Linked DNA regions of Mus musculus: regions 1, 3 and 4 are each linked to region 2. The links are chromatin contacts, called in public HiCAR-type, HiChIP or PLAC-seq and promoter capture Hi-C maps. All regions are on one chromosome and are shown on one strand. The core of a region is the stretch at or near the end of the contact, and the rest is flanking DNA. Distances in the headings are between cores, read along the strand shown.

Evidence for each region. Promoter capture Hi-C pulls out the DNA fragments that hold promoters and counts their contacts. HiCAR-type assays count read pairs that join an accessible place to other places. HiChIP or PLAC-seq counts read pairs in DNA pulled down with a chosen protein or histone mark.
Region 1: a contact with region 2 is called in an H3K27ac HiChIP or PLAC-seq map of SST interneurons, with 9 times the contacts expected there. The contact joins the promoter of Ptprr here to the promoter of Lgr5 in region 2. A contact is called at or near these places in 15 of 39 promoter capture datasets (the 3T3-L1 cell line, 3T3-L1-derived adipocytes, cranial neural crest and 7 more), 3 of 484 Hi-C or Micro-C datasets (all in embryonic stem cells), 4 of 115 datasets of contacts at active chromatin or transcription factors (SST interneurons, astrocytes and embryonic stem cells) and 2 of 9 other capture datasets (adipose tissue and embryonic stem cells).
Region 3: a HiCAR-type map of fibro-adipogenic progenitors shows a contact between it and region 2, with 3 times the contacts expected there. The contact joins the enhancer-like site here to the promoter of Lgr5 in region 2. A contact is called at or near these places in 5 of 39 promoter capture datasets (the 3T3-L1 cell line, HPC-7-derived erythroid cells, liver and 1 more) and 1 of 115 datasets of contacts at active chromatin or transcription factors (fibro-adipogenic progenitors).
Region 4: a contact with region 2 is called in a promoter capture Hi-C map of hippocampal neurons, with 3 times the contacts expected there. The contact joins the enhancer-like site here to the promoter of Lgr5 in region 2. A contact is called at or near these places in 11 of 39 promoter capture datasets (the 3T3-L1 cell line, cancer-associated fibroblasts, cranial neural crest and 7 more) and 1 of 9 other capture datasets (embryonic stem cells).

The regions. Positions count from the first base shown.
Region 1 is chr10:116,015,864-116,020,298 of GRCm38.p6, forward strand. It overlaps Ptprr (protein tyrosine phosphatase, receptor type, R), which reads left to right and starts at 2,500. Exons shown (of 14, transcript NM_011217.2): 1 at 2,500-2,949. The coding sequence starts at 2,892.
Region 2 is chr10:115,585,282-115,589,474 of GRCm38.p6, forward strand. It overlaps Lgr5 (leucine rich repeat containing G protein coupled receptor 5), which reads right to left and starts at 2,499. Exons shown (of 18, transcript NM_010195.2): 1 at 2,001-2,499. The coding sequence starts at 2,212.
Region 3 is chr10:115,896,148-115,900,144 of GRCm38.p6, forward strand. No RefSeq gene overlaps it. Among named protein-coding and RNA genes, the nearest start is that of 4930422I22Rik, 29 kb to the left of the region's middle. Within about 2 kb of position 1,379, at least 28 of the 459 cell types and tissues checked have an H3K27ac peak or open chromatin away from gene starts, as enhancers often do. A contact at or near this core is called in fibro-adipogenic progenitors, where this site is marked.
Region 4 is chr10:115,977,139-115,981,488 of GRCm38.p6, forward strand. No RefSeq gene overlaps it. Among named protein-coding and RNA genes, the nearest start is that of Ptprr, 39 kb to the right of the region's middle. Within about 2 kb of position 2,068, at least 6 of the 459 cell types and tissues checked have an H3K27ac peak or open chromatin away from gene starts, as enhancers often do.

The DNA of each region.
Region 1 (4,435 bases), core at 1,250-3,749, 430 kb after region 2:
GGGAGATAAATTCAGTAGCAGTACCAGCCAGGCTGCCCACCTGTTTTGGAGCATCTCATCCAGATGACCTTTATTGGTTTTGAGCATGGTTGTTGTGTGAAGTGTTGGTCTGGGCAGTTGGGTTACTTAAAGTGAGTAAAGCCCCCCAAAAGTCTGTACTGGCTGGTTTTGTGTGTCAACTTGACAAAGGTTGGAGTTTCAGTTGGGGAAATGCCTCCATGAGATCCAGCTGTGAGACATTTTCTCAGTTGGTGATCAAGGGGGAAAGGCCCCTTGTGGGCAGTGCCATCCCTGGGCTGGTAGTCTTGGGTTCTATAAGAGAGCAAGCTGAGCAAGCCAAGGGAAGCAAGCCAGTAAGTAACATTCCTCGATGGCCTCTGTATCAGCTTCCTGACCTGCTTGCGTTCCAGTCCTGACTTCCTTTGGTGATGAACAACAATGTGGGAAGTGTAAGATGAATAAACCCTTTCCTCCCCAACTTGTTTCTTGGTCATGATGTTTTGTGCAGGAATAGAAACCCTGTCTACAACTCTGTCATTCTAGAGATTGTATCCTAGGGCCAAAGGAGTATGGATGAAAGAATATAAACTATAGAAATATAACTGCCTGTATATCAGAAAATAATATGGCAAACAGAAACAGAAAAAGAAACTCTGATGCAAGGGTCAAAGCTGCAGAAAAGATTGCAGAAAAGTCTCGGCGAAACTCTGGTCCTCAGAGGCAGAGCCCACTACAGTCACAGGCACAACCAGGGGAGCAGCAAGAGTGCTTTTTATGCTTCTATTTTTAGGACAGAGAGAATGGTGAGGTATTAAAAATACATGTCATCTTGCTCACACTCCACCTGTTAGAGTTTAATTCCTGGCCTTGTCTTCTCAGAGCTCTTGATACAAAAAATTATAAAAGAAATAGGTGGCACTGCCTGAGCACCCAGAGCCTTTGAGGCCGGTCCTAATTTCGGTTCTGTTGATTATCTGGCTTCCTATTAGCTGTCTCAGTCCTCAGGGGATGCAGGAAGAAAGCACTCAATGAGCCTCGCAGTTCAATTCAATGAGCACTTATTACTACCTCGTATTTGGCCAGCACGATTTTATTCAATTTAAGTTAATGCAAAATTTAGAGCTTCTCAAAGAGCCTGCAGTTGGCGAAATGTGTGTCACAGATAAACGAACCGTTTGAGAGAGAGAGAGGAAAAAAAAAATATATATATATATATATATATATATATATATATATATATGTGTGTGTGTGTGTGTGTGTGTGTGTGTGTGTGTGTGGCGGTGTTCAAAAAGCGGGGAAGAGGAAGGACATTATAATGTCAGGTTAGCCCAAAGCTTCTTAAGAAAAAAACAAATTTAGACCTTTGTAAGCAACTGGGTGGGCAGTGGTCTGAGTGAGGTCCATTGCCGAAGAGGCAGAAGGGAAACCTGCGAATAGAAGCAGAAGATGAACAGTCTTGAAGGGAGCTTGGCTGAGGGACATTTGGCCTTAGAGTAATTAGTCACTAGAATGGTAAGGATCTTCATCCTACCAACTTAGGTAAAGGAACTAAAAGTGCATATATTTGCACACTGTGCGAGCCTCGTTAAAGGTACAGGATTGGAGCGGAGAAGTCGAGTTAAGTTGATAAGGCTTGAGTGGCTCAGCTGTGAAAAGCTCTCCTTACTTTCCCAGAAGACCCGGGTCTTATTCCTGCGACCGCGTGGCAGTTCGCAACCATCCATAAATCCAATCCTAGCCTTTTAACAACCTCATTTGACCTCTGAGGGCAATGACACACAGGCGTGGTGGACAGACAGGCATGCAAGCAAAATACCCCAATACATTATTTTTTAAATTAATGATAAAATCTTAGGTAATTATTTCCATAAAACACCAAAGACCGTTCCTTTCCTTCGTATTACACGGGTGTACTTCCCTACCCTGTAAGTATGACCTCCCTGTTTTCAAGCACTCCAGTCAAAGACTTGAGGCTTGAATTTAGTGGAAGTACAAAGATTGGAAGAAAGAAGCCTGGGGTGAGCTCATTGGCAAGAAGGGGGCGCTCTCGGAATATCCCGTTTGCTTAAACACAGCAGGCTGTAAGTGGGAACATTTGCCCAACCAGGCCAGAACTCGCTGCTTGCCTATGCTTCACTAGGGTGGGGACATACTGGGAAACTGGTCAGCCTGCAAGCATTTAGTTGCCACAGTGAGCTGAGTCCACGCGTGATTCAAAAATGTGAGGAAGGAACCAGATGAGTGGCCCCCTCCACTTCCCTCCTTGGGTTTCTGTGGTCCTGGCCCCGCCTCTTCCCTCCCCACTCAACTCCTCCCCCCGCCCAGATTTAGGAGGAACTCTAGGACCTCAGATTTAGGAGGTCCCTAAAGCTAGCCTCCAGCCCCTCCTCCCCCTCCTCCTCCTCGTGGAGCTTGTTCCCCTCGCAGTCTCAGCTAAGACCCGGAGAGGTGGAATTTCGATTTGAAACTCCCTAGCCAGGGCCGGAGCTGGGCATGCTCAGTGCCTCGGTGTGTCTCGGCTGCTGCTAGCTGCACAGGCAGCAGAGGCGCTGCCTGGCTCGGAGGCTGGCACTAGAGTCCACCCCACTGTCACCACCGGCTGCGGGCTTCCAGAAGGCCAAACTCTCACCTCTTCTGAGCGTCTTGCCCCCATCAGCCTCGAGTCCCCATCTCCCGCAGCATCCTACTCTCGTATCTCCCCATCCCTTGCGGAGAGGAAGCAGGTGCTCGGTTCTGTAGGCACGCCACAGACTGCTCTGTGTACCCCAGCGGAGGACCCTGTCATCGGATGCCCGGGATCAAAGGACTCTTGGCAGTGGTTCTCTCAAATAGCACTTAGCCTAGAGTGGGGTTGCGGCGGAGTTTCTCCTCTGACCCTCAATGCACACACTATGAGGAGAGCGGTCGGCTTCCCTGCGCTGTGCCTGCTTCTTAATCTTCATGCTGCAGGTAAGGGCTTGCGGGGTTCAGAGCTGAAGCTAAGGAGAAGATGGGAAACAGCACACGCTAGAGGACTCCAGGGAAAGCTTGCCTGGCAGAGAAAGATTTGGGATAATGTCTGAGGGGTGAGAGAGTGCACCTGTTGGAAGGCTAGGGCTGAAAACTTAGGCTAAATTCAGCTCTCCCTTCTTTATCTTGCATGGCGAAGAGTGAACAGTTTTTAATGTGAATATAGATTTGGTCCCCCCTCCATTGAGCTTTCCTGCTTGTGCTTCTAGGCTTTGCGCTTGGTTGCACATTTTACAGGGAAAAAGAGATGAGACACCCTGCTGGATGAAGCCCTTCCTACTGCAGCGGCTACATCCATAAGATCTCCCAGTGTAGCGAGCGCTCACGGGGATGCCCTGTCTGTAACCTGACGGTCTGCATCTCCGCCCCTAAGAGCCAAATGCTCGGTTTATTCATCATGCTGCTCTAGGCTGCTTTGGCCCCTGCTCTTGTCATTCGGGTTTTCTGAACCAATAAGAGGAAGGAAAGGTTTCAAACCGGAGGCTCCTCTCTATTTCAGCACCACGGTCAGTATCCGCAGTCAGTAAAGAAAAACCCAACCACGCTGACAAGCCTGGGGGTTTTTTATCACTGTGTCCCCAGGATAGATTGGATGGGAGGCAGCGAGAGTGTAAACACATAAAAATAGATTGGACACAAGAATCACTGTGTAGTTCTAGGGATGCACAGCTGATAAAGTGCCTAGGAATTTTATATTCGGTGTCACCTGGCTCCTCTAACCCTGTGGACAGGCTCACTGGACTGCACCCTAGGTGATTTTCACACACGGGAACCAAAATAAAACATGGCAGAGAGATTTCAGGAACCCTGCCGAGACCGCAGTTGTCCATGCAGTGATCCTGTAGCAAGCACAGACCTTTTCTTTGAGTTTCTTTCACACGCATTCATTTCTCTAAGTACACCGAGTGGGAGTGTATTATGCTACTGTGAACACACACACACACACACACACACACACACACACACACACCTACAATCCTTGTTATAGTGCTCCAAAAGACTGAGTGTTTTTTTTTTCATGTATGCAATGATGGGAGTGAGATGTAGTACTTTTTTTGTCCCAGCAATTGCTATTTAAATGCATTGTGAATTTAGAAACAAACAATGTATAGGAACAATAAGGCTATAATTAAGGATGTGTGTTAATTATCATAGATACAATATTACATTGTGGGGTGTTCAGTGGTTCTCTGGTATCTTGAAAAACCAGTGGGAGAAAAAGCTATGATTTGGTCATTAAATTATTTGCAAACATTTCATTGCCACATGTAATTATTTAACGTTAAAATATATGATGATGAAAACATGAACACTGTTATTGTTTTACATCCAATACTGTTTAATGGTACAACTGAAAAAATAGCCATTGCCAAAAAAAAAGTTTTCATTGCTATCCAGTTAAGTAATTAATTATCTGATAAAATAC
Region 2 (4,193 bases), core at 1,249-3,748:
AAGCAGTGGCAGTAGGTGGCAGTAACTTCTGAGACAGAGAAGGCAGGATGCAATTAGATACATCTGATGTATATGGGAAATCGCGTTTAAAAAAAAAGAATTTTAGGCTTTTGGTAACATAAGCCCAACAAATGTTCATTCCTTCACGTGGGAGGAAAAAAAAAGTAAGCCGGACACTTCGTCAACGTGTTTGCATATTTTGTAATATGTTATATGATATGTTTGCAATGTGTGTGAGGGGGGCTGCTCACTGCACTTGTCTATAGTCAAATTTCCGCAGCGTTGGGGGTGGGGGTGGGGGATAGCGTAGTCCCTAAAAGAGAAATCACCAAGCTGATCTCAGAAACAAACTGGAGAACACATTATCCCTCGAATTACTGAAGTTAGCGGTTAAACTAGGGAGGCTGGGGGGAAGGGAAGCGTATTAAAGTCTGTGGTAAGACAGCTGTTCCGAAGGAAATGTAAATTCGGAGAGAACGCTTGTTTCCCAGAGCAGAATTCCATCCCTAAAAAAATTATCACCGCATGTAATGATTTCAACTGAAGGGAAACCCGGTGGGGAAAAATTATGTTCTATCCAGTCAAATAAGAGTGACCTGAATAGTTTCACGGAACACGGAGGTGCCCAACACGGAAACCTAGGAGGCTGGTCTCTTTCTTAAGTCACAATATCAAAACAGGTCGAACGATATTTTCTGTTGCTCATTGTCTCCAGAAGAAAAACAAAACAAAACAACCACTCACTGCCTAGCAGGGGAACATTGTGTAAGCCTGGTGTTTCTTCCCGCAAAACTCCTAACCAGAGGGGGGGAAAACCGAACTCACAACCATTTCAGTCAACTCCTGCCAAGGTAACATCAGAGAAAGCCGAAACTGGGAACACAGGGTTTGGAATGGGCTCGGCGAAATGTCTTGATTTTAAAAAAAATAAAGACCACAAATTTATTTCACCTCATAGTTAGGAGATCGGGTTACCTCAAGGTGGCCTGACCCTGGTCTCTGGGCCCCAAGGAACCGAGCTTCAGATTTGAAGGAGAGTCGGGAGGAGTACTTATCTCGGTCCCACAGAGATGAGTCGCTTCTGAGTCACCTCATCTAACCCACCACCTGTCACCCTCCCGCCTGGGCTTCTCAGAGACCACATTATTAAGGAACCGCAGCTTTGGTTCCACGGTCGGGGATTTGGACGCCATAGCAGGAGCAGAAAAGCTAGGACAATTCCCAGGGGCCGATAGAAAGCTCCAGGTCCCCCTTTGGATGTCAGCGGCGCCCCTGTTTACCCGCCCGGCTGCCTTCAGCCCACTTCCCTTAGCTGCGGCGGGGGAGGAGATGGTTAAAGATTACAATGTGGCCGGCGGCACTTCAAAGGGCGGTTCGGCCAGCCAAAGGTAAAGATAACGTTCTGGCAGCTCTAATCGGGGGTTTGTGGTTGCCACATTTTAATCACTTTGTTTAAAAAAAAAAAGGAAGAAAAAAAGAAAAGAGATTTCACCACACTCCAGTGTGTGGGGGGGGCGGTGTGTGCAGAGCAGCACCCCCCCGGGGGGGGGGTTGAAGAAGTTGTGTTTCTCTTGCAGGGAAAGTTTTTCAGCCCAGACGCAGAGGTCGCGCCTGTGAGCAATAGGACAGCCTGCCCTTGGGTCCCAGGTCCCTGAGCACAAACCCCCACTCAGCACACAAATGCGCACATTCGGAGGGACTGGTCCTGCGTCCTGCCAGGCGCGGCACTGCAAAGCAGCCTGCGCACCGGCTCTCTGCCCCAGTGCGCTTTAAGCTCCTTCTCCCAGGGTACAGAAAGCTAGGCTCTGCTCTGTCAGAGAGAGAGACACGTGCCTTTCTCTGGAGGCACAACAGGTCTGGTCAGAATGCCCTTGGCAAACTCGCCTGCCCCCTCCGGAGCAGGCGTGTGCCTGTGGGGAGCCCCAGCCGAGGTTTCCCACCTATACCCCATCCCTTTTGAGCTCGGTGCCCGCAGCGAGGCGGGGGGGGGGGTCACTTACAGGTAGGAGGTGAAGACGCTGAGGTTGGAGGGCAGCTCCGAGAGCCCCAGGTCCGAGCAGTCCACCCTGAGCAGCATCCTGCCATCCAGCTCACAGTGACAGTGTGATGGGCAGCCCCGCGGTATCGCATCTGGTCCCGGTGAGCTGCCGGCGGCCACCAACTGCAGCAGCGCCAGCAAGGACAGGAGCATGTGGACGCAGGAGGTGTCCATGGTGCCCGAGACTGGGAGCAGAGAGCAGGGAGCCTGTAGAGGGCAGCGCCGGGGCTGATGCAGAACCGAGGCGCTCCGGGCTCTTCTCCACCGGCTTCTGCAGCTCACCAGACGTCTGCAACCCCAATGGGCGTCTGCCGGGTCGTAGCCCCGTGGGGACCGCGCAGAGAATCGTGGTCCCACCGGCCTCGGGAGCCCTCTCTCTGAAGTCGCCGCAGTGGCTGTGAGCGTTGTTGCTGCTGCAGGCGGTCTGAGCTGTGTGCAGCAGCATCTCCGCTCGCACGCTCCTTTTTTAAAGCGCTCCAGCCAAATTGCGCGCCCAGTGACGTCAGCGCAGCCCTGCTTTCCAGGCACCCCGAGCCCGGCCTCGCTTTCCCTCCTCCCTCCCACCATCCCTGGACCCGGCTGCGCGGGCGGCTGGCAGCCTGAGGTCTTGGGGAGTGCTGGGCGCTTCCAATGGGTGGGTACCTGCACCCAGCGTCCCGGGCCCGGCAGGGGTCCCCCACCTGCACCCATCCTCTACAGTTCCTGGGTACCCGCGACTGAGATGTGAAAGCTAAAGGGGACTTGCTTCAAAACAACCTAAGGGGACACTTAGGGACTGAAAGATAACACAGGCTTTCTCTGGTCCATGTCAGATAACCTAGGGGGATGCATGCAGTGCTTGTTAAAAGGACCAAAATCTGATCCGAAAGATTGGCATCACAGAAGGAGAGCAGGAGTCCCCCGGGAAGATGGGTGGCCTTTTTGATCCTTCCATCAGGGCGCTGTCTGGCTCCCTCTTGCTCAACTATCAAAGCCTCAAAGAAATCGCTAAACAAATAAAACTAGTAAGCTGGTACTCCAGGGTCCTCCCAATTCACCCTGGACCAGGGAAGCAAACTGGCTTTAAAAAGGCAGCGGCCTCGGGGTGGGGGTGATATTCTCACGCTGTTCACTTGTGGAGGGATCTTAAAACCAAGAGCCACCCCACTCAGGTGAGTCTCCTAGGCCTCCTTTCAGACACCTTGGAAGAACACTAATGAAAGAAGGAAGTTCTTACACACCAACAGGGAATTCTGCTGGGAAAAAGGATGAGAAGAAAGAAGAACCTGAAGATTTGGTTCTCCCTCCCCCCCTCCATTCTTCTCTCCCTCCCTCTCACTCTCCCTCCCTCCCACCCTCCCTCCCTCCTCTTCCCTTTTTCCCTCCCCCCCTTTTGGAACTAGACCTCAGTGAAGTAAAAGTCGACCACACCTGAGCGAACAGCTGTGGATTTCAGGCCAAGCCTACTTTGCCAACTTTCCCCTCTGGACCACAGGAAGTCCGGTAGCCCTTTGGCATTCAAGTCCACCTAGATTTGATTCTTAGTCTGTCCAGTGGAATTTATCTGAGAAACTGAATTTTAAAAGCAGGAAGACTTTCCTTTATGTGACATATTTATCACCTTTTAGTCCTAGGAGTGGTTCCTAAACTTGCCTCTTCACCTGCCTGATATAGCCATATACGGATACATGCATATTTATGAACTTATATTATTTCATTTGAACCTATAGTCCGAGTATGGATTTTTGTTGGGTGAGGCCTGTTTTCAGTAAGTTTGTGTTTCTCCTTGATAAGGTTTGGGGGACGGACACACACACATGCACACACACACACACACACACACACACACACTTGCAGAGCGCAGTCATGGTCTTTCTCATCTTATTCATTTATTAAGGGAAGAAATCACAGCCTAGGATCTGGGAAGAGTAGTTCCATGGAGAACCATGCCATGAGTTAGACTTGGTTTCTGGGAAGCCAATGCATTCCCCTCACTGTGTTCTTTCCCTTACCTCCTCTCTCATTCACAATACACCCACTGCGCCTGTCCTCTGCCCACTCTCACTGGTTTTTGTCTTTTTCAGCCATTCCATCCACACTTAGACAATGCTGACTCATTACCTATTTTCCTTCCATTTAAAAAAATGGAACTGGAGACTCTCACTCTTTCTGTGGA
Region 3 (3,997 bases), core at 129-2,628, 310 kb after region 2:
AAAAGTGCAAACCACCAACACCACCACCACCTCCGCTACCAGCAAAATCCAAGGTGGGTGACTACATCTGAACATCTGAAGTTAACTTCTCATCTTTGCAAGCACATGTACTCAAATGCACCTGCACACATGACAGCAGGTGACCCTTTCCCAAACACACACACACACACACACACACACACACACACACCCACCCACTAGAGGAGCCAATTTCTAGGGCTGTTTGATGGTTAACTTAGTTCACATATGTTTCACCAATAGCGCCTGGCAGGTGATTACACAATCATGTGTGAGCTGCTTGCTGCCACAGCTCTTCTATTATTTGATTCTCATCCAGTCCTATAAATGAGGGAGAACAGGCTATTCTCATTTTGTATTAAAGAAACAGATCTTAAAAATTCACAGACCCTGCCTGCTCAATGTCAGAGCTAACATCTTCTGGAAGAGTATCCTTAAGAGCTTTTGGCATTTCGGTGTGGGTCTTACTGCATCTCATTTTCCTCACTAAGGGCAATCCTAAAGTTCCTTGCAGCATGTTGTTGTTGTTGTTATTCTGTTCTCCCTTTGTCCCAAATTCCATGAGGACTTTCTGCTACCTCTCACAACTGGGAAACCACTGATGTATAGCATGTGAGACTCCCCCAGGAGAAAGTCCATTGGAGGCCAGACAGCTAACAGTCATCCATTCTTTGTGACATATTTCTGGAGTATATATTCACAGTATTGTTATCATCACAACTTGTTATTTATTGAGTGCCATCCCTTTGGGTGGAGCTGTGCAGAGCACACACCAGACAGGGCCTCCATCCAAGGAAATGGAATTCAGATGGTTGTGATTCATGAGATAATGATAAAGTCCCTCAGGTTGTGCAAGGCAGCTCTGCAGTGACATCAGCCTTGGATGTCTCAGTGCAAAGAGGCTTCCATATGAGAGGAAGGGGATTATGGTGTCTGGCATCAAAGGACCCAAGATGGTTCTAGGTATGAGGTGCATCATTAAGGGCAGTAAGAAAAAGAATGGGGAGGCAAAGGGTAGAGGGGAGAATGTGAGGGTCCCATCAGTCTTCAGGAAAGAGGATTGTGGAGAGAGCAAGTGATGCTGTCCAGAGCTGAGAACGGGTGGCTGTCTCCCAGCCCCATGTGCTATTTGTCCTGGGACAGACTGAGAGAACATGGCCTGCCTTGTTAAGGGAAGTGGTTCCACACGGCTGCTGAGTCTATGCTAGGAGTGGAAAGTTATATCACATCTGTACTGGTTTTTAATCTCTGTTTGGTTTTGTTTGTTCAAGTTAATGAAAATGATGTGCTATTGTTATGTAGCGGTGCCAGAAGAGAATTTCACCACAGACTTCAGAAATGTCTTTGGGTCCGTGCCCATTTCGTGTGGTTTCACTTTCCCCCATTTTCCTTCCTCCTGCCCTTTCACTCCTTCCCCCTGAAGCACTGCTCTCATGCAGACGGATTAATCGCATGTGAAGGAAGGCTATTTGAAGACAGTTCAGCCAAGTGGGCAAGCCAGCGTCCAGAGATACAGTGGCATAGCCAGGAGGGAAAGGTGGATGGACCTAGCTGCAGAACCATCTGATGGAGGCATAATTAACGGGTCTTCAAATTCATAGCTGGAGCTGAGGAATGACGATGAATACACCCCCATCTGGGAATAATTAACAGTAATTTATAAACTCCTCATGGAAAAGAACGATGTCTTCACCTTTCTTAGCCAGTCCCCTGGGCACCATAGAGGATGCTTCGAGTCTTTCAGTATTTATTAAGTACTAGGCACTCTGCTAAGGAACCCAAAAAAAAATAAAATTAAAAAAATAAAAGACACACACATAGAACTTAAATGTTTGGGGGAACGGATAAAACAAGGTAGAATGTGGTATCTGTATCAAATAAGATAAATCCAGAGATATGAAGCTACATTGGTAGAAGGCATACACCATTCAGCACTCACAGGAATTTGTTTAAACTAATACAAATGGGAGTTTATTGGTTCACTTGACTGCAAAGGAAAAGTTATTACTAGATAGATGCAGACTAAATAGTCTACCAGGAATTTGTCTCTATTATTTTGCGTCACTTCTACTTCCCTCTGCTTTAAATTATTCTTTTTATTTAAAAGTATATTTTTATTAATTCTTTGCACAGTTCATACAATGTGTTTTGGTCATATACAGCCTTCCTCTAAGATCTATTCTTACCCATCTACCTTCAGTCTCAACTTATGTCCTCATTATCTATTTGTTTGTCTGCCTAATAATGCATCAAGTCCAATGTATGGTATATATATATATATATATATATATATATATATATATATATATATATATATATATATATATATGTATATATATATATATATATATATATATATATATCAGTGGGAGCCCATCTACCCACCAAGAGCAATACCTTTAAAGAAAACTGACTTGCCCTCCCCACCAGAAGCCATCAACTGTCCACAGTTCCTCAGTCAGAAATGGAGACTGATGATCCCCCCACTATAAGCTAGCATTGGTGACTAAGGTGACCATTGTTGCCAGAGCCCTAGGAAGGCGTGACATCACTGATAACATTTCTCAGTAATCACCGATCATGGGTTCTTTGTTTTACATGGGTGAAGGTTGGGTCAGCGTTTCATAGGATGAGCCTCAGATGAGATAAGTGGCTTAGCTTTAGACACCGTGCTTATAAAAACCAAGCACTATCAAATCCTGCTGTCATCCCCAGCAGATTAGAAACTTCAGTGAGACTCAGGCAAATGCAGCCCAGAGACCAGGTGAGAGGCAGCTGACCCTGTCTGCAGTTTAGATACAGCTACTCATCTACTATGAGGTGGGTGAAATCGACTGTACTTAGATTTTGTTTTAGATTTCCTGTCTTTGTGAGATTAATGGAAACACAGAACAGCCTCGTTATGAGACACTATTCCTGGGGAGACATGTACCAACATCTATTCACCTCAGATAGGAAGCTGATGCAGACCAAAGGATGAATACCACCAAAGTTCAACTCAGAGAACCAATGAATTTTATTGGTGTTCCTTACAGAAGTATGCGTGAGGGGTTACTTACAGAAGCAGAAATGACTCAAAGACAGCTGCATCAGCAAAGCTCTCCCCTGCATGGGTGACAACTCACAAAACCTGAGAACCTGGAACACTGCACACCTCCAGGGAGCTCAATAGGCTGGAGGCAGTTAACTGGTTTCTATGTCTTTTGAGCAGCTAAACTTCTCTGAAACTGACCAACTCTCAGCAGTCTTCACTGCTTATATAGTCTTGTGTGGGAGGGCACTGGTGAACCTGATCAGTTTTGGGAACTTCCTGTAGCTATTTGAGTTGTTTAAGTTTCCCTGCATTAAAGAGCTCTCCTGAAGCATGGAATGTTTCAGCATTGCTACACAACAGATCCAGGTCCCAGGATGCCATTTCATAGGGCATCTCTGTCTTACTTTGAAGGCATCCTGAAAAAAAAAATGACTGTGAAACAAATAGGTTGATATCTTCACCCAAGCTTGAATATTGGCGGGCTTGGTCTTATGCAGCTTGTCTTCAGACAACTGCAGCTGCTGCGAGTTCATAAGTGGAGCAGCCATGCCATGTCTAGCAGACAATGTTTCTGTCTGGTTCTTCCCAACCTCTGGCTCTTACAAACTCTTAGATCCCTCTTCCAAAATATTCAGTTACCTCTGTGTGTGTTTGTGTGTGTGTGTGTGTGTTTGTGTCTGTGTGTGTTTCTATTTATGTTTTGGCAAAGATAACCATCTGTCCCTGCATGTTTATAGGCCACCACCCAGAGAACAGTATCCGTGAATTACAGCACATTTCCAGCAACACTCTGGGAGCTTCCTCTTGCTAGATCAATTTTGGAAAAAATAAAAATTAAAAAAAAGGCCAATTCTTGAAATAATTGTTTTTCTAGTCTAATTGGAGTGGACTGATTGGTGAGGCTTGGGCCATGGGCCAGTTGCCTGGAGCTCAGACAAATTTGGG
Region 4 (4,350 bases), core at 818-3,317, 390 kb after region 2:
TGGAAAATCAGTGTTCAGGGAATTTTCAAAGGTCGACTGAATACACATTTGACTCTTCGATCTGGTCAAGCAGGGCTAAGTTCAGACTAGCATTTTCTATTTGACACCAAGACATCCACAAAGCAAATTAAAAGTTAAGATTATGCTACCTCTTAAGTGATGGGTTCTTTGTTTTGTGTATAGCTATAATCTTTTTTGTAAAAAAAAGATTTATTTATTTTTATTTTATGTGTAGGATTGTTTTGCCTGTGTGTATGTCTGTGTTCTGTGTGTAACAGTGTCTGTGGATGCCAGAAGAGGGCATCAAGTCCTCTGGAAATGGTATTACAGATGGTTGCTGGCTACTGTGTAAGCGCTGGGAATTGACTCTGATCCTCGGGAAGGAAAAACTAGAGTTCTCAGCTGCTGAGCTATCTCTCCAAACTTGTTAAATGAAAAGCAATATATATATACATATACACACACACATATACTATATATACTATATATATTGTGTGTGTATATACTATATTATATATATATATATATATATATTGTAAAATTTGAAAAATATTCACTGATTGTGACTTGTTCAGAGTCACACATTTAGAGGAAATCTAGAATTAAAATCTAAATCTCAGTGGTAGATAGGTATACCTTTCTATCAGCAACATTGCCATTGCCAAGACAAGTGAGGTCTCTTTCAAACTGATCCCTACTCCCCCCCCTTTTTTTTTGACTGTCTAATAAAATACCAAGAATAGGAAACATTTCATTATTGATCCTGAGTCATCTAGATGAGTTAAATCTAAAACATGCTAACCTTGGGCTGGCTGCGGCGATGCGTGTCTGTGTTACCAGTGCCTGTGGGGTACAAGTAGGGGGATCCCGAGGTTGATGGCTCCACAGGAGATTCTGTTTTAATACCAAACAACAAAACGTTAGCTTTAGGCTGGGCCTGGTGGTGCTTGTCTTGATCCTGGCACCCATGAAGCACAGGTAAGTAGATCTCTGAGTGCAGTGCTAGCTTGGTCTACATAGAGAGCTCCAGGCTAGTCAGGGATATATAATGAGGTCCTGCCTCAAAATAAGTTAATGTTTGCCCCCGTTGGGGTGTTGTCTGTAGGCCCTTGTGGTCACTCTGTAATTCACTAGAAATTTAGAATAGGGGAGGCCCAAATGCTCTTTGACTTAATCTGCTTCAGTTGAGACTTTCAGGTTTTATGGTGATGAGAAAGTCACAGGCTTCAGTGGAGACAATGCTTTTCCATCCTGGAGTTTAATCTTTTCCCAGGTTAGTGATGTATGGTAAGACACGTTCTCAACATACTGAACTGTCACAGAGAATCACAGCCTCCACTCAGCCATGAGATCACACAGGAAAGCCATCAACACTCCACTGAGTGTTGTTGCCAAGCTGTGATGTTGGATGGGTTGTTTGCTGAAGACATTTTGACTCAGGATATTTAAAACTTTATGATGACATAACTTTATCACAAGTGTCTGCGTTTATGAACAAGTCACCCCCTCTTCAGTTCTAATATCCTTTTGTCTGAACACTGAATTTCCTGTGTGTCCAAACCATTTCTTCGTGTCAGCTGAAATTGAGCCTACACAGGGTTCAAAAGTTTTATTAATAACTGAACTAAAATGACTGACGGCTGACAGGAAGCTCAACGGTGTGGTTATTAAACAGTCGTGGTGTAAACTATGCATATCTAATTGCCTGCCACTGTACTGTTTGGGGAGTGGTCCAGAGCCAAAGACAGGATGCTTGAAAACATGAAGAATATAAGAGAGTGCTTCAATAACAACAACAACAAAAAAGTGAAATTTTATCCTCACTTTGGCAAGCAAACGTGACAGTTGAGAACAGGTAATGTCAAAAAAATCCTCAGTCCTTGACTAGAGGTCAGTCCTTTGTTCTTTGAGTTTGAAAAGTGGATGCCAGGAGACCTTGCCTCATAGTTAGTAGGCTTGAGGGAGCTGTCACCATCCTGTTCGAGAAAGTTTCCCCACCCTGTGTGTTAATCCCTATAGGCAGTCCCGAGGCCAGCACAGAGTCAGCTTCGTTCCAAATACAGCAAGAGCGGCCAAACGAAAACACGTGGTGCTGGAAACAGTTTTAACATCCCAGAGAGCGAGAGGAAATGAGGGAGTGTGAGGAAACTAGATATCAATATCTCTGTGGAATTTGTCAGCATCAAAACTTTAAAGCCTTACATCAGATGGCCTTGCCTGTGGGATCTCTATGTATGACCTGTATTTGGAAGGAGTTTATTTGGGGTATTTGGGGAGCGCTTGGAAGGCGGAGAACCATAGGTGGGGAAAGCATCTTTTGACCTTATAATGTTCCCTGACTAGGTAATTCTGAAATGAAACAAACTATCAACTTCTTCTTGCCCAAGAGTAGAATAACAGAATACTTTTATCAAAACACAGTCAAAAACTATTACCGAAACCTGATGCTTTTTTATCCTGCGACATGTCAGAAGAAAGTTCTTTTCAAAAACTGCTGCAATAAATTTCCTAAATTATTCAGGCGTGTAGTCAATATCAAAGCAAGTAGAAAGAGAGACATTTCTTACAAGAAACAATTAGTCCTTCCTTGATGTACAGAAAGGAGTTTGACTAACCAACTCCAGCTTGCCCTGTTCCTTATTTAAGAGGCTACCATGTAACAAAAAACTGACTTGGCAAACCCATCAAACTGGTGCTCTGGGTTCAATCATTTGTTAGGTAAGTTAGCATTTTTGTATCTAATTCTGGCTATTTCCACCATGTATAATTTGGTTAGAGACAGAAAGTACAAAATATACAAAAATTCAAATCCATGCTTACTACTGAAAAAGCCAAGTGGTTGGTGTGTGTATATGTATGTATACACACACACACACACACACACACACACACACACACACACACATATATCTTGTTTTGATTATCGGTTACTTGACAGTACTGTCTTCATGTAAGAAAATTGTTCTAAAAAACTATAAAAATTCCAGGAATTGAAACAGAAAATTACCCGGATTGTTATCCTAAGCAAAATATACACAGATTGTCTATATCATAACTTATGGAAGCTCTCACAGGAAGTGAGTGTTATGCTCAGTTCAAAATATTTTTGGATGTTGAAACACAAGCAACAGGAGATAATATTTATAGCTCTCTATTGGTGGCATGACTGTATAAGTTGGCTTTAATCAAGCAATGTCTGCCCAATTCATTTTTTCTTTCTTTCTTTCTTTTTTTAAGCTCCAAGGTTTTTTTCAATGCATGCAGAAACAGTTTTAACTGAAATTCAAAATAGATTCTTAGTTGAAAAACACTGATTAATTTTTTTTTGTATAATTGCATAAGTGGTATTCAGCTAAAGATAAAATATAAACCTTTTTACAAACAGGAAAAAGAAAAACCAGATACAGGTGGAGTTTGGTATAGTTTTACCCCTGAAGCTCCAGTGACATACTGCCCCTCAGGGCTTACTAAGCATATTAGGTTACTGGCCTATGAAGTATTTTCCTGGGATGGCCAAAGTATATGGGAGATCTTAGGTCTGTGTTGAAATATGTATGAAATTACAGCACTTTGAAAGCACTGTGATTGATCCATAACTCACTGGGCCATGGGGGAGAGTCACATTCAGAATGATTAATGTAGGACAGGCCAGAACTCAGAAAGTGTCAGGAGAGAGAAGCCTTTATCCTTCAGGGCAGCCATATTCTCTGGTTCTTCTGTGAAGTGAACTAAAGTGGATCAAATCCCTTTTCCTTCCCCAAGCTTCATATCTAATGACAGACATGACATTCTATTTGCTGTGCAGCTACACAAATCTTTTGTGGTTTTTTTTACATGTAACACAGTACAAATATCCACAAGAAGCAGTAGCGTTCCTTTTCTCGACTGAAATAAGGAGAATTATTTTCATCTTAAAACAGTAAACTCCTAGAATAATCAGGTCTATATTGGCATAAGGTTTATCAATGAGGGAGATGTAGTGTTCAGCTCAACAAGAGTATACTGTTCTCATGTTATTTGCTAAGTAAGAGGCTGAGGGATTGAATGCTAAATCAGAATGTATTGTGGAAACAACCAGATGAGCTGGCCCATTAAAGAATTGATTTCTGGTCGGTAGTGCAATCCATTGTCCAAAGTATGAGTGTGTGATGATTGAAACAACCAAAGCCACCAGCAGAATCTTGAGTGGGTGCCATAGGGCCTCAGAAGACTTGAAGGAGGTTGTACTGATGCCAGCAACTCCTCACCTAGGAACGAGAAGGAATGGAAAAGACCAGTAGGCTTGTTTTGGGTTTCTCATCTCCAGCCCCAATACTTGGCATTTGGAAGACGTTTCAAAAGTCAATAGTT